2 separate regions of the Zea mays genome follow, and region 1 is linked to region 2. A link is a contact called in public Hi-C data. All regions are on one chromosome and are shown on one strand. The core of a region is the stretch at or near the end of the contact, and the rest is flanking DNA. Distances in the headings are between cores, read along the strand shown.

Region 1 (5,394 bases), core at 1,951-4,450, 340 kb after region 2:
GGAAATATGAGTGCTAAAACCCTAGCCAAAACAAATGGTGGCCAAGTGATGCTGAACTAAACAGCCTACCCCTCCATTTATAGAGGGTTATTTACACTTCCTAAACTAGCCTATTTACATAGAGCATATCCACTCCACGAGGGGGAATGGACCAACTCCTAGGTTTTTGATCCAATGGCCACGCGCTCCACATGAAGTTGCTTTGCCTTGACGCACCCTCTGCTGTGATGCCACGCGCCACCACCGGTTCCCTCTAGAACCGCCGCTGCCGAGTTTTGAGGCCCAAACTCAGCAAAACTCGTCACCCGTAGCGTTGGGTGGTTTTGAGTCCTAAACCACCAAACCCATCTGCATGCGTGTCCTCCATGATCAAACACGTGTCTCATTAGTCCTTGACCACGTCAGCAACATGGTCCACTCCACTATGTCCTCGCGCAAGTGCGTGTCCCAAGTGTCAGCCACCACGACTGGCCACCCGATTGCTCCGATCCGTCAGTCAAGACCCAACACTCGCTTTTCATCGCTCCCATCCATTAGCACGAGCCCATATGACTTTCACCTCAGTCGTAGACCACTGTCCCTATGCTCCACACCTGCACACACAGACTGACTGACATGGTTGCACAAAGCATAATCCCACACTCTGGTCAGTCCACTACTACCCAGAGTGCTACCCATTAACAATCACTCATCATCAACCCGAACCAAAAGGGACAATTCAACCTTGTGTTCGCAAATTCCAAGAAACGCCTCACAAAAGTGGGCAAAATGATAATATACAAAGTCGAGCTTGGATTAAGATGAATCAATTCAATATGATAATAGTGAAGAAGATCATATAAGAAGCTGGAAGCAGGCATGCTAAACCCATGCATCTATTGATGAATAATATTGATGCCTTGGTCAATGATAGGCATCAGGAAGGATTCTTTACCTAGGATTTTCCATTGAATGATGTTCTTTTTTTAAAGAAGACCTATTGTCACTAGGGCCCTTAGGTCCTTTTCCTTGACCAAGAAGGCTTCAAACTCATGCAGGTGTACAGATGCCAACGGATAAAATGCCGACGAATTCAAGGTTGTGTTGCCTATGCTCGCAAGCCAAAAACCATGCCCACGCAGACATAATATCATGCTTGTATACTCTATCTGCGGGTAGAGGATGCCCGGCCAGTGGGCATGCCCGTTTACCCGCCACAAAAACAACATCACTAGATATAATGGATTTTACATGAACATCATCACTATATAATGGAAAGCATGGGTTTGCACGAAGCTTGGAAGTTGAACTCGCAGTTGAAAGGGAGCATTGGAAAGTTGGTATATTGATGAATGTCCTGGTGAAAGTCCAAAAGTTGTGGAACAACTCTGTCGAAGAGCAAATCTCCGGCCGGGTGGCGGAGTGCATCCGCCCTAAATCCTAAGATGAGGAGGGGCCTAGGCGTTTTGCTTGTTAGTCGGGAAAACGGGAAGAACACAAGAACACACTAGGATTTAGAGTGGTTCGGGCCGCCGGAGCGTAACACCCTACTCCACTGTGTGATGTATTGCTTGAGAGCTTGTATGAACTTGTGAGTGTCTGAGTGAGCCTTAAGATTGGATCTTTCTCGTAACGTCGCATGTCTCCCCTTTTATAGCTGAAGGGGGGCATGCACAAAGGTATTGGGCTCCGACATGTGGGCCCAGGGACATAAAGAATATAACACTTGGGGTTACAAATGTTTGCTGCTGGAGCAATCTTCTTGTGCCCTGACATCCAAGATCTATGTCTCCTCGGCGTGCAGGGGAAGCTTCTTGTAGAAGAGATGATGAGTACAGTGCGCCGCTCGGCACGGGCACACTGTTTGTCAGCAGACTGGACAGGCGTGCCGTCTGCTGGGTGACCCTAACACCGCCTGACAGCGGATTGGACAGGACACATTAAATGCTGAGAGGGCACGTCGCCCGTCAGCGTGGTGGCAGGCGGCGCATCCTCTCTGCAATAAATGCAGAGGCTGCGCGGCGTTATGGGCCTCGCGTCAGGCCCAGCCCGTTGGCTTATGTCACGGGCCACAAGCCACACGGTAGCAGCGGGTTTCTGCCTGAGAGGGGAGCGCAGGGTAGGGCCTGGACGCGTGTCAGCACCGGACCCTTACTCAAGCCGGGGTCCTCCCCGTCCCGGGACCCTGCCAAGGACCGGACCTTACTCGGCGGGACTTGGGGCCTACCCGAGGGACCCGGTATGCCTTCTTGGAAGCTCCGGACTTGTATGCATAGGGGTCCGGTGTCCTACTGTGGGGGTCCGGACCCAATGATGCATCCTGGGATGTATTACCTTCCCTTGCCACGTGGTGCCTTTAGACCTGCCCATGTGGTGGGGTCGGGTGCCGTTCTCCGTGTGACCTGGAGATGTTGTACATGTACAACGCCTTCATGCTGTAGAAGAGGGTACCCCTGATTCAGGGTACCGATAAACTCTATTTTATCCTGATACAGAAGATGAAGCGCTAGGAAGTTGTGGGAGCTGAAGCTTTGCGAAAATTTATTTTGAACCTGACAAATTTGGTCAGAGCGACTTGATTTTTCAAATTTTGAAGTGTTAGTCTGATAAATTGACCGAGTCTTGAACAGGGAAATCCTGAGTTCAAGGGCTCAGGGGCTATGAGACAACAATGGGGACTCGGGTACAATGGCAGGTCGGATATTGTTATACCCAAATACAACCTAACCTATTGCCATCCCTAATAGCGATTCAAGACGCTTGACGATGGGGGTGCAGAAGATTATAGATGAGGGGGACAGGGACAAAGATGAGAAGTTGGCATTAATATACGACGACGATAGTGGGGAGGATGAGAAAACACTCATGGTGGTTGCAAGATTAGTTGCATATGTAAACATGTTTTGTTAGGACGTCCATGCAAGAGATAATATTTTTATCGTGCTTTAATGCCTATTCTAGTAGTTTACTCATAGTTTACTTAAAACACTATTTTTGTACCGTTCTGCACTGTAAACTGCACTGTTTGTAGAGTGGAGTTTGAATATAAATATGAGGACGTGTAATCTGCTAGATATCTAAAAAAATTAGAGAAGAGAGAAATATTTGTATATATGAGAAGTCGATCCCGCTACACAAGAACTGTCGGCCCAATCACACGGCGGGCGGCCCAGCCCACCAGACCCGCTTCCCCACCAGCCCACCCGTGGGTTCGGAAGCTTCTTCGTCCGTCCCCTCCTCTCCCGTGCTCACCACCTCCCCCATTTTCGCCGCCCCCTCCGATCTCGCCGTTCTCGTCTCCTTCCGGTGAGTCCAGATCTGTCTCTGTTCGTGATTCATGCAAGTTGCAAGGCATCTATTTTTTCATTACTTAGTTTTAATTGCTGCTGTCTTCTGCAGTTGGATTAGGGCTCTTCATCTGTTCGCCGCACTTCGTCAGTCGCCCATGTGAGTAATCCGAGCTGATCCATCCTCATCCATACTCTGTTCCTCGCGGTCTCCTTTTGTTGATCTGTATCCAAGCATCGCTCGTGGATCGATCGAGTTCCCGTTGACGATGCTCGGATCGGTCGTACCTCTAGAAATTCGTGGATTTACTTCCTGACAAATCCATGCATGCTTGTTTACTCCCTGAGAAATTCGTGGTTGCATTGTAGTGGATTTGATAGACGAGCGTCGGGCGTTAATTATTGGTGCCGTGCTCTGAATTACTTGTTGCTCGGTCTAGGGGTGCCTGCCTCACCCTGCGGCATTGTCAGGATCGATAGCATGACGCATGGGTCACCACTCACCAAACAAACAGTTGCTTCGTCTTTTTTACGGGTGATTTCTGTTGTCTGTGTTTGTGCCATTGTTCTTTGGTGTGAAGTGTGAATGCTTTCATCAGTATTGATCAGTGTTCTAAAAACTGTGTAGACGCTAGGAAGGAAGAAGGTTAGGCACCCTGTAGCATCTAGTCAAGATTAGCCAATGGACAGTTATTTAACGTTGGGCGGAAGAGTGGTGTGTAGGCAGGGTAGGAAGTAGTTTTTAGAACAGATATGTTTATTTTAGTTCTCTTTCATTGCCTCTGATTGTTATATTCTAAAAGTGACATTCCTAATAAACTTCAAATTATTGCTAGATGCTTCCTCAGCTCTATCTTCATTCAGCACAGCATTTATGTTAGATTAATTAAAAAGTAAGCTGTTAATCCTCTGTGAGTAATGAGTTATGTGAACCTCTTTTGCCAAGCTTGGTATGGAACTAGTGTAAAATAGATTTGGTTTCCGTTGGTTGGCAACTAGCATGCCGTTTGTAATTTGTAAACCAAAATGGTACATCAGCTCTGTGGTTTGATGTCCAATAGCTTAATGTATTTCTGCAAGAGTTGTTGAAAATGTTTTGCCGTGGTAAGAGGTTAATGAAAACTTTATCTAGAAATACAAACTACTTGTATCGTTTTTCAATTAATAATATGTGTTCATGCTAGATTGTAGTTGCCTTTCTTCTTATTTGATTTTGTCGAGTTCACTAATGCTAGAGATTCATTTGATTTCTTGTTTTGATCTCTGTATCTTGCATTGTGTTACAGGGCGGATGAGGAGGTCACTGATCCAAAGGCGCTCCTAGAGGATCGTTCAAAGGCTAAGTGTGTGTCGCAGTGGTATGATTATCAGGTAACATGTTGCTATATCAGTTCTTGGTTCTTCATTTTGTATCGCTGTTGCTTATGTGCATGCGAACTTGATTAGTTTATCTGTATGAATGATACATGTTATAAACTTGCTAGGACAATCTGCACTAAGGCAAGTTCTTGATCAATTGAAGAGTGTTTTTGGACTTCTGCTGAAATCATTATCTGTTATTTTTGTTTAAGTCAGATTGCTCTTGGGATATACTTTTGAGCCAACTTTATAGGTCAAAATATGGTCTGGTTATAACCTTCCCTAGAAAGAAAATCTGCTCATATTATATTTCTGTAGAATTTTATACTACCTCAAGGACCTTTGGGATATAAAGTTCCATTGGTTGTTTTAGCAACTATATTTTGCTTACAGAATAGTATTTTTTTACGTAATAGCCTAATAGGGGATCGTATCAAAATCTGCTCATATTATATTTCTGTAGAATTTTATACTACCTCAAGGACCTTTGCGATAGAAAGTTCCATTGGTTGTTTTAGCAACTATATTTTGCTTACAGAATAGTATTTTTTTACGTAATAGCCTAATAGGGGATTGTATAGGGGATTGTATCTTGGGTTTAGACCGCATTCATACCCCCCACCTGTTTTATTGTAATTTTATGAAACTGCCACTATGTGCATTCCAATTTACTTTCCAATTAGGAAATGGACACAGCCTCATGTAGACACCTTTGACTACTCTTGTTTCTAAGTATACATACTAACAAAAGCTAATTAAACAGTAATGA
Region 2 (6,030 bases), core at 599-3,098:
TTGCTACTGATGGTGACATAAGTTAGTGTCAGGCAACGACTATTGTACAGTTATATTTTAAATGCAAGCGTGCATGTGAGACTCATGGTCCGTTAGAATGTTAGATCGTGACCTAACCACATATCACATTTAACACTTAAACCCATCCACCATCAGCTCGCGTAGATTTATAAAAGACCTCTAACAAACCATAGTTATATCTACGGTGGGATAATGATCTAACGGACCAAGAGGTTCATTACACACTTGCACCTAAGACCTGATTGCATAGTAGCTGTTGTCGTTAGTGTTACTCAATTAGAAGCGCCATCAGTTAATTTAATTTCTGCAAAGCAGTAGAGTGTCGTGTTCCATTTCTGTTGGCGAGAGCCAAAGTTCACATCTGCACTTGATAATTTATATCTTTCTAGCATTTTCACTAAAAAACTCCAGTTTAGTAAAAGCAGCAATGTACCGCTACTTTACCAGAGAATATTCGAAGGAAGTATTTTAGATATTTCACTCACAAATGTAAGTGTACCTTTTAAATGACTTGTCTTGATCAGGGTGGCCAAAAGCATCACAGGTATCAGCAGTTCCATTGGCCACATTACCATTCATACCGCTGGAGGCATCGATGCTCAAGTACTGCAAGGGGTTGCTGGGTACATTCTCAAGCACAGCATTTACCATGGAACTCTCTGAAGTTGTCAGCCTACTCTTCTGTCTTGGTGAATTCGGACCATAAACACAGCTAGCCTCGACCACAGAACCGCTTTCACCACCTTCGCCAGCATCCAACAAGTCATCAGCTTCACCACCAGAGATTTGATTGCCTTCCTCAATTCGACAAATTGGGCTTTCAAATGTTGACAGAGCATCCAAGATGGCATCAGAATCGCTACAGGCCCTTCTGAGAGGAGGAAGCTTGGGAGCTTTCCCGGAATCTGCAAGGAGATCATCGAGCCAGCACGGTGGCTCACTAAAGAACGTATCCCCAGATGGAAACCTGCAGCTCTGCGTGAACATGCTGTCATCCCTTCGAGTGATCTGAGGACCCAGGGGTGGGCAGCGGGGTGGGAGGTGTGGCGACCGAGACATGGCGAGAAAAAGCCCTCGTATCTTTGATGGCCTTCCTCTTTTGGTTCTGCTAAGTAACTAGAGCCAATCGAGCATCCCTTGCGTTGTTCCTTTCATATGGAAAAACAGCAGCTTTGGGTCAGATCCGAATGTAAAATAGCCTGCATTAGGGTTTGGGAAGGGTTTGGTGTGCTCGATTTCGCACAGCAGGAAGAGGAGTTGCTGGCATACCTGGTGGATGCTTGTTTCCAGCCAAAGGGCCGACGAAGACCTGGCGAAGGTCGACGCGGGTGCCCAGTCGGCGCCGCCAAAAGTGAGGGGTGTGAGTAGTGAGGGAGGAGAAAGGAAAGGGAGGCGTGATTCGGGTGAACGCAATCGTCGAGGACGCGGTTGATCAACGCAAATGGGCCTTGCGGCCTTGAAGCTGGCGGCGGAACGAAATGGGCCTTGCGTTGCAGTCCTGGGCTCCTGGCTCATGGGCAACGGCCTTGCGTTGCCAACCCCCGGACGGTCCCCGCTCACTTCCCGACCGCACGTATGCCCACGTCACCGTAGCACCGTTCCACCCCACCACAAAGCTGGATTCCACATCTGCCCTGCGGATCCAATTCTCCAATCACTCTCACTGCCATGCCGACCCCACAGCAAGAGCCAGCCACGGATTGACGGATGGGATACCTCCAAGTCGGAACGCGGCTTCCTTCCTCCGGCGGTCCGGCCCGAATCAACGCGTGGCGTCGGAGCTCCGTGGCGTCGTCGTCCTCTCCCCTCTCTTTCCCAACACCTCGCGTGTTGTCTAGCACTCTAGCTGCTTCTCTCGGTTCTCGCGACTCCCAAACGGCAAAACGCCAAAACCCTAGCCGCGGCCATTCCGGAATTGGCCATGGAGGCGAGGGCGTCGCCGCGTCCGTCGGTCTCCATCGGTGGCGGCGGCGGCTTCGGAGCTGGGCGGGGTGACGACAGCGCCTTCTCGTTTCTCTCAAAGGGGTGGCGCGAGGTGCGGGATTCCGCCACCGCCGACCTGCGCCTCATGCGTGCGAGGGCTGATTCCCTCCGCACGCTCGCGGACCGCGAGCTCGAGCACATCCTCGCGTCCGCCTCCACTGCGCTGACCTCCGCGCCGCCGCCGCCGCTCGCCGCGGGGGCGCCCATAGCCGAGCTCGAGTTCGTGCGCACACGGATCCAGCCCAAGATCTCCGAACTGCGGCGCCGGTACGTGTCGCAGGAGCGGGAGCTCGGCCGCAGGGTGCTCGAGGGGTGGGCGCCGCGCGGGGCGGGGAAACCCGCGCGCGCACGTGTTGACCTCTCTGGGATCACCGCCATCCGCAACGCCATCGTCTCTGAAGTGGATGGCGGGGAGCGCTGGAGGCGCGTGGTGTGGAACGGGGAGGCGGAAGAGGGGAAAGAATGGGAGGTGCTCAGGATGATACGGGACGGCATCAAAGAGTTCGAGCGCCGGAGCCAGACCAAGGAGATTTTTGAGGGATTGCGCAGTACCGGCGAGCTCGTCGAGAAATTCAAGTCCAGCCTGGTAATTTTGCACAGCCATCTCGCAGATTATTCTAATTAATTGACCAATGTTGCTGCCCTGCTTTGATTTGGTGGATTGCCTTGGGAATTTTGTAGAATTTGTTTTTAGGAATCAATTCAATGTCTCCTATGCGATTAGGCTCTAAAGAATTAATATGAACCAAGTGGACTAATGGAGTAATGATCATATGCTATCGTGATAACCTCTGGCATTAGTTACTTCAGTTCTCTTCTCTACTATAATAATTCACCAGTTTCAACGATCGTTCTGCATAAGTCTATTCCCCCTTACCAGTGGGCGATTATCCTGATAGATAGACCGTGAAAACCACCCAAACCTCTATTAGTGGGCCATTACCCTATAGATGGACCGTGAGAACCACCTGTTGAGCACCAAAATTGATCGTGCGGACGGTCCGACCCTGAGGCCGGACGGTCCGCCATAGCGGCGCGGACTGTGCGTGCGTGCGCAGAATCAGTTAGGGTTCTAGATTTCTTGCAGGATTTGTTAGCAAAACCTGTGGGGTTAACTTGAGAACTGACTTGTAACAGGTTCAGACCTCCCCCTTTATATAGATAAAGGGGTACAGTCGATTGAGACCCCCCACAATCGATCCAATCAAACCTATTATTCATATTTACCTTATTTGCAATGTTCTTTCCATTCCTTAGGAATAAGAGTAATCTAGCCTTAGTGTAGCCCTAGTATTAGTCTTCCTTGACCTATTACTTGACCTCTCTTCGGCCCGCACGGTCAATTTTGGTGCTCAACACCACCTAAGCCAAACACAACAGGAAGCCGCATGTAGCGCAACGCTCCCTCATAGTACCACCCCGCTAGGTAAAGATGAACGAGCGAGCTATAAAAAAGGGGTCGGGCTACTTTTCAATTCATACCTTTCTAGGCCTTTTGGCTAAGATAAAGTGTACTATTTCTTCTTGTGTACCGTCCAACGCACTGGTATTGTAGTAGTGTATCAAGAAACTGCAGAGCACCTCCTGAATGTAGGCATAATTAATGACTACGTTGAAAACATGGATAAACGTTATCAGGACTATTTATGACTTGTGAGATGATAAATGCTAGTAAAATTTAAAGAAGTAAATATATTTAACCCCGAGCGTAAATGCTTGACCTTTACTAGGATTATTCAGTTTCATTTGTATTCTGTAGTCCCTGTTTTGTTGGAAGAGGAGTGCTGATCAGATTTAAGTTGCGGTGCTTAAAATTTCTATTAACCTTGTGACAAATCTCTGCTCAACTGACTAGCTTGTTATAGAGCAAACCTTAAATGAATTATTGTGTCCAATATTTATACTCAACTGCTAAAACTGGTTTATATTGTGTTATGTGGGCCTCATAGTTACTCATTTTTTATGCAGAAATCATTCAACATGGAGTCTCAAGGATCCAAGGTAAGCCCACAAAACTACTCTAATTATTATTATATGGTTAACTGATGCAAAGTTATATAATTTGATTTTGTCAGACATAGTTGTGAATTTTGTGCTCTGAGCATTAATCACATACTACTTTGAAGCACTCTAATTATGATTTTATGTTTAACTGAATTTTGTGTTCTGGGCATTAACATGCAAAAATGTAGCGGTAAGGTTTGCCTCGGTTAGACCCCAATACCCCACTCATGTGGCAGCCACCAGCAGTGGGTCTACCTTTTTTTTGTTTTATTGGTGGAGGTGATTTCTAAAAACTGCATGGGCACCGATACTTTCCTTTTACGCGATATTATCTATGTGTTGGATCTTGAAGACATATACTTTATTTTGTGTTGGATATGAACACTGAACTGTGAAACTTTTCAAAAGAAAGGAGCAACCATTTGTCTAGATATTTGATCTTGATGCTACCTGATAATGCAAACGCAAAGATATTTCATTGCGAAGTATATATTATTGGTAACCTAACCTTAGTGTTTGATGCAGGAAATCCAACCACTGGATCTACCTGAAATACTGGCAAATCTTGTAAGGCAGTCTGAACCATTTTTGGATCAACTTGGTGTACGGAGAGGTAAAAATCATTAACAGGCACCTTTATCCTATTTTCTTCCATTTATCAATAGCTGACCCTTGTATATATTCATACTGTTCAGATCAGTGTGACAAACTAGTGGAGGCATTGTGTAGGAAACAAAATCATTCCCTTTCAGAAAACACATCCTTGCCTGTAAATGATAAGTCATCAGACGAACTTGACTTGAGAATCGCAAGCGTGCTTCAAAGTTCTGGTTATCATGCTGATGATGGTTTCTGGAGTGAACCTACAAAGTCTGAGGTCTCAGACGATAAAAGACATGTGGCTATAGTCACCACAGCAAGTTTACCATGGATGACAGGAACAGCAGTTAATCCATTGTTCCGTGCAGCATATCTCGCAAAAGGTACTAGACAAGATGTGACACTGGTAGTGCCTTGGCTTTGCAAATCAGACCAAGAACTGGTATACCCAAATAGCATGACGTTCAGTTCACCAGAAGAGCAGGAAACTTATATAAGGAGCTGGCTGGAGGAAAGACTAGGATTTGAATCAAACTTCAAGATATCCTTTTATCCTGGCAAGGTTACATTTAATGTGTATTATGTCAAATACTCAAATTCGATATTTTCAATGACTTGATATTGACATGTTATATGTTTTACAGTTCTCAAAAGAGCGGCGTAGCATCATTCCAGCTGGTGATACGTCTCAGTTCATACCGTCAAGAGAAGCTGATATAGCAATATTGGAAGAACCAGAACATCTCAATTGGTATCATCATGGGAAACGCTGGACTGACAAGTTCAACCATGTTGTTGGTGTAGTTCATACAAACTACCTGGAATATATCAAGAGAGAGAAGAATGGAGCTCTTCAGGCCTTTCTAGTTAAACACATCAACAATTGGGTGACCAGAGCATACTGTGACAAGGTACTTTGTATAGCTTAGTTGTTTTGTTAATTACACGGATGCCCATGAACACTCCTAATGTTATTCATCTATAGGTCTTACGTCTTTCTGCAGCAACTCAAGATTTACCAAAGTCTATTGTTTGCAATGTTCATGGTGTTAACCCAAAGTTCCTGAAGATTGGAGAAGAAATAACTGCCAATAGGGGGAGTGGGGAGCCTCCATTTTCCAAGGGAGCATATTTTCTTGGGAAGATGGTTTGGGCCAAAGGTTATAGGGAACTCATAGATTTGATGGCTAAACATAAAAGCGACTTAGAAGGATTCAAGTTAGATGTATACGGAAGTGGTGAGGACTCGCAAGAAGTTCAATCCACTGCCAGGAGGTTAGATTTGAGTCTCAATTTTTTCAAGGGAAGGGATCATGCTGATAATTCACTCCATGGGTACGTATCAAACAAGAAACTTTAAGGCAATTGTCAAAGATAATTAATTCTGTATTCCACTTTTTTTTGTTGATTACTGATGCTGCC

What was found. A called contact is a pair of places that touch in the nucleus more often than the background predicts.
Region 1: a Hi-C map of leaf shows a contact between it and region 2, with 6 times the contacts expected there. The contact joins the promoter of LOC100278643 here to the promoter of LOC100286172 in region 2. A contact is called at or near these places in 5 of 25 Hi-C or Micro-C datasets (bundle sheath, ear, leaf and 1 more).

Annotation. Positions count from the first base shown.
Region 1 is chr5:173,740,348-173,745,741 of Zm-B73-REFERENCE-NAM-5.0, forward strand. It overlaps LOC100278643, which reads left to right and starts at 3,201. Exons shown (of 5, transcript NM_001364471.1): 1 at 3,201-3,285; 2 at 3,379-3,426; 3 at 4,553-4,637. The coding sequence starts at 3,425.
Region 2 is chr5:173,405,595-173,411,624 of Zm-B73-REFERENCE-NAM-5.0, forward strand. It overlaps LOC100286172 (digalactosyldiacylglycerol synthase 1), which reads left to right and starts at 1,849. Exons shown (of 7, transcript NM_001159060.1): 1 at 1,849-2,590; 2 at 3,973-4,005; 3 at 4,534-4,621; 4 at 4,704-5,170; 5 at 5,253-5,519; 6 at 5,594-5,943. The coding sequence starts at 1,943. LOC100272272 reads right to left here and starts at 1,416. Exons shown (of 5, transcript NM_001146760.1): 1 at 1,291-1,416; 2 at 521-1,169. The coding sequence starts at 1,080.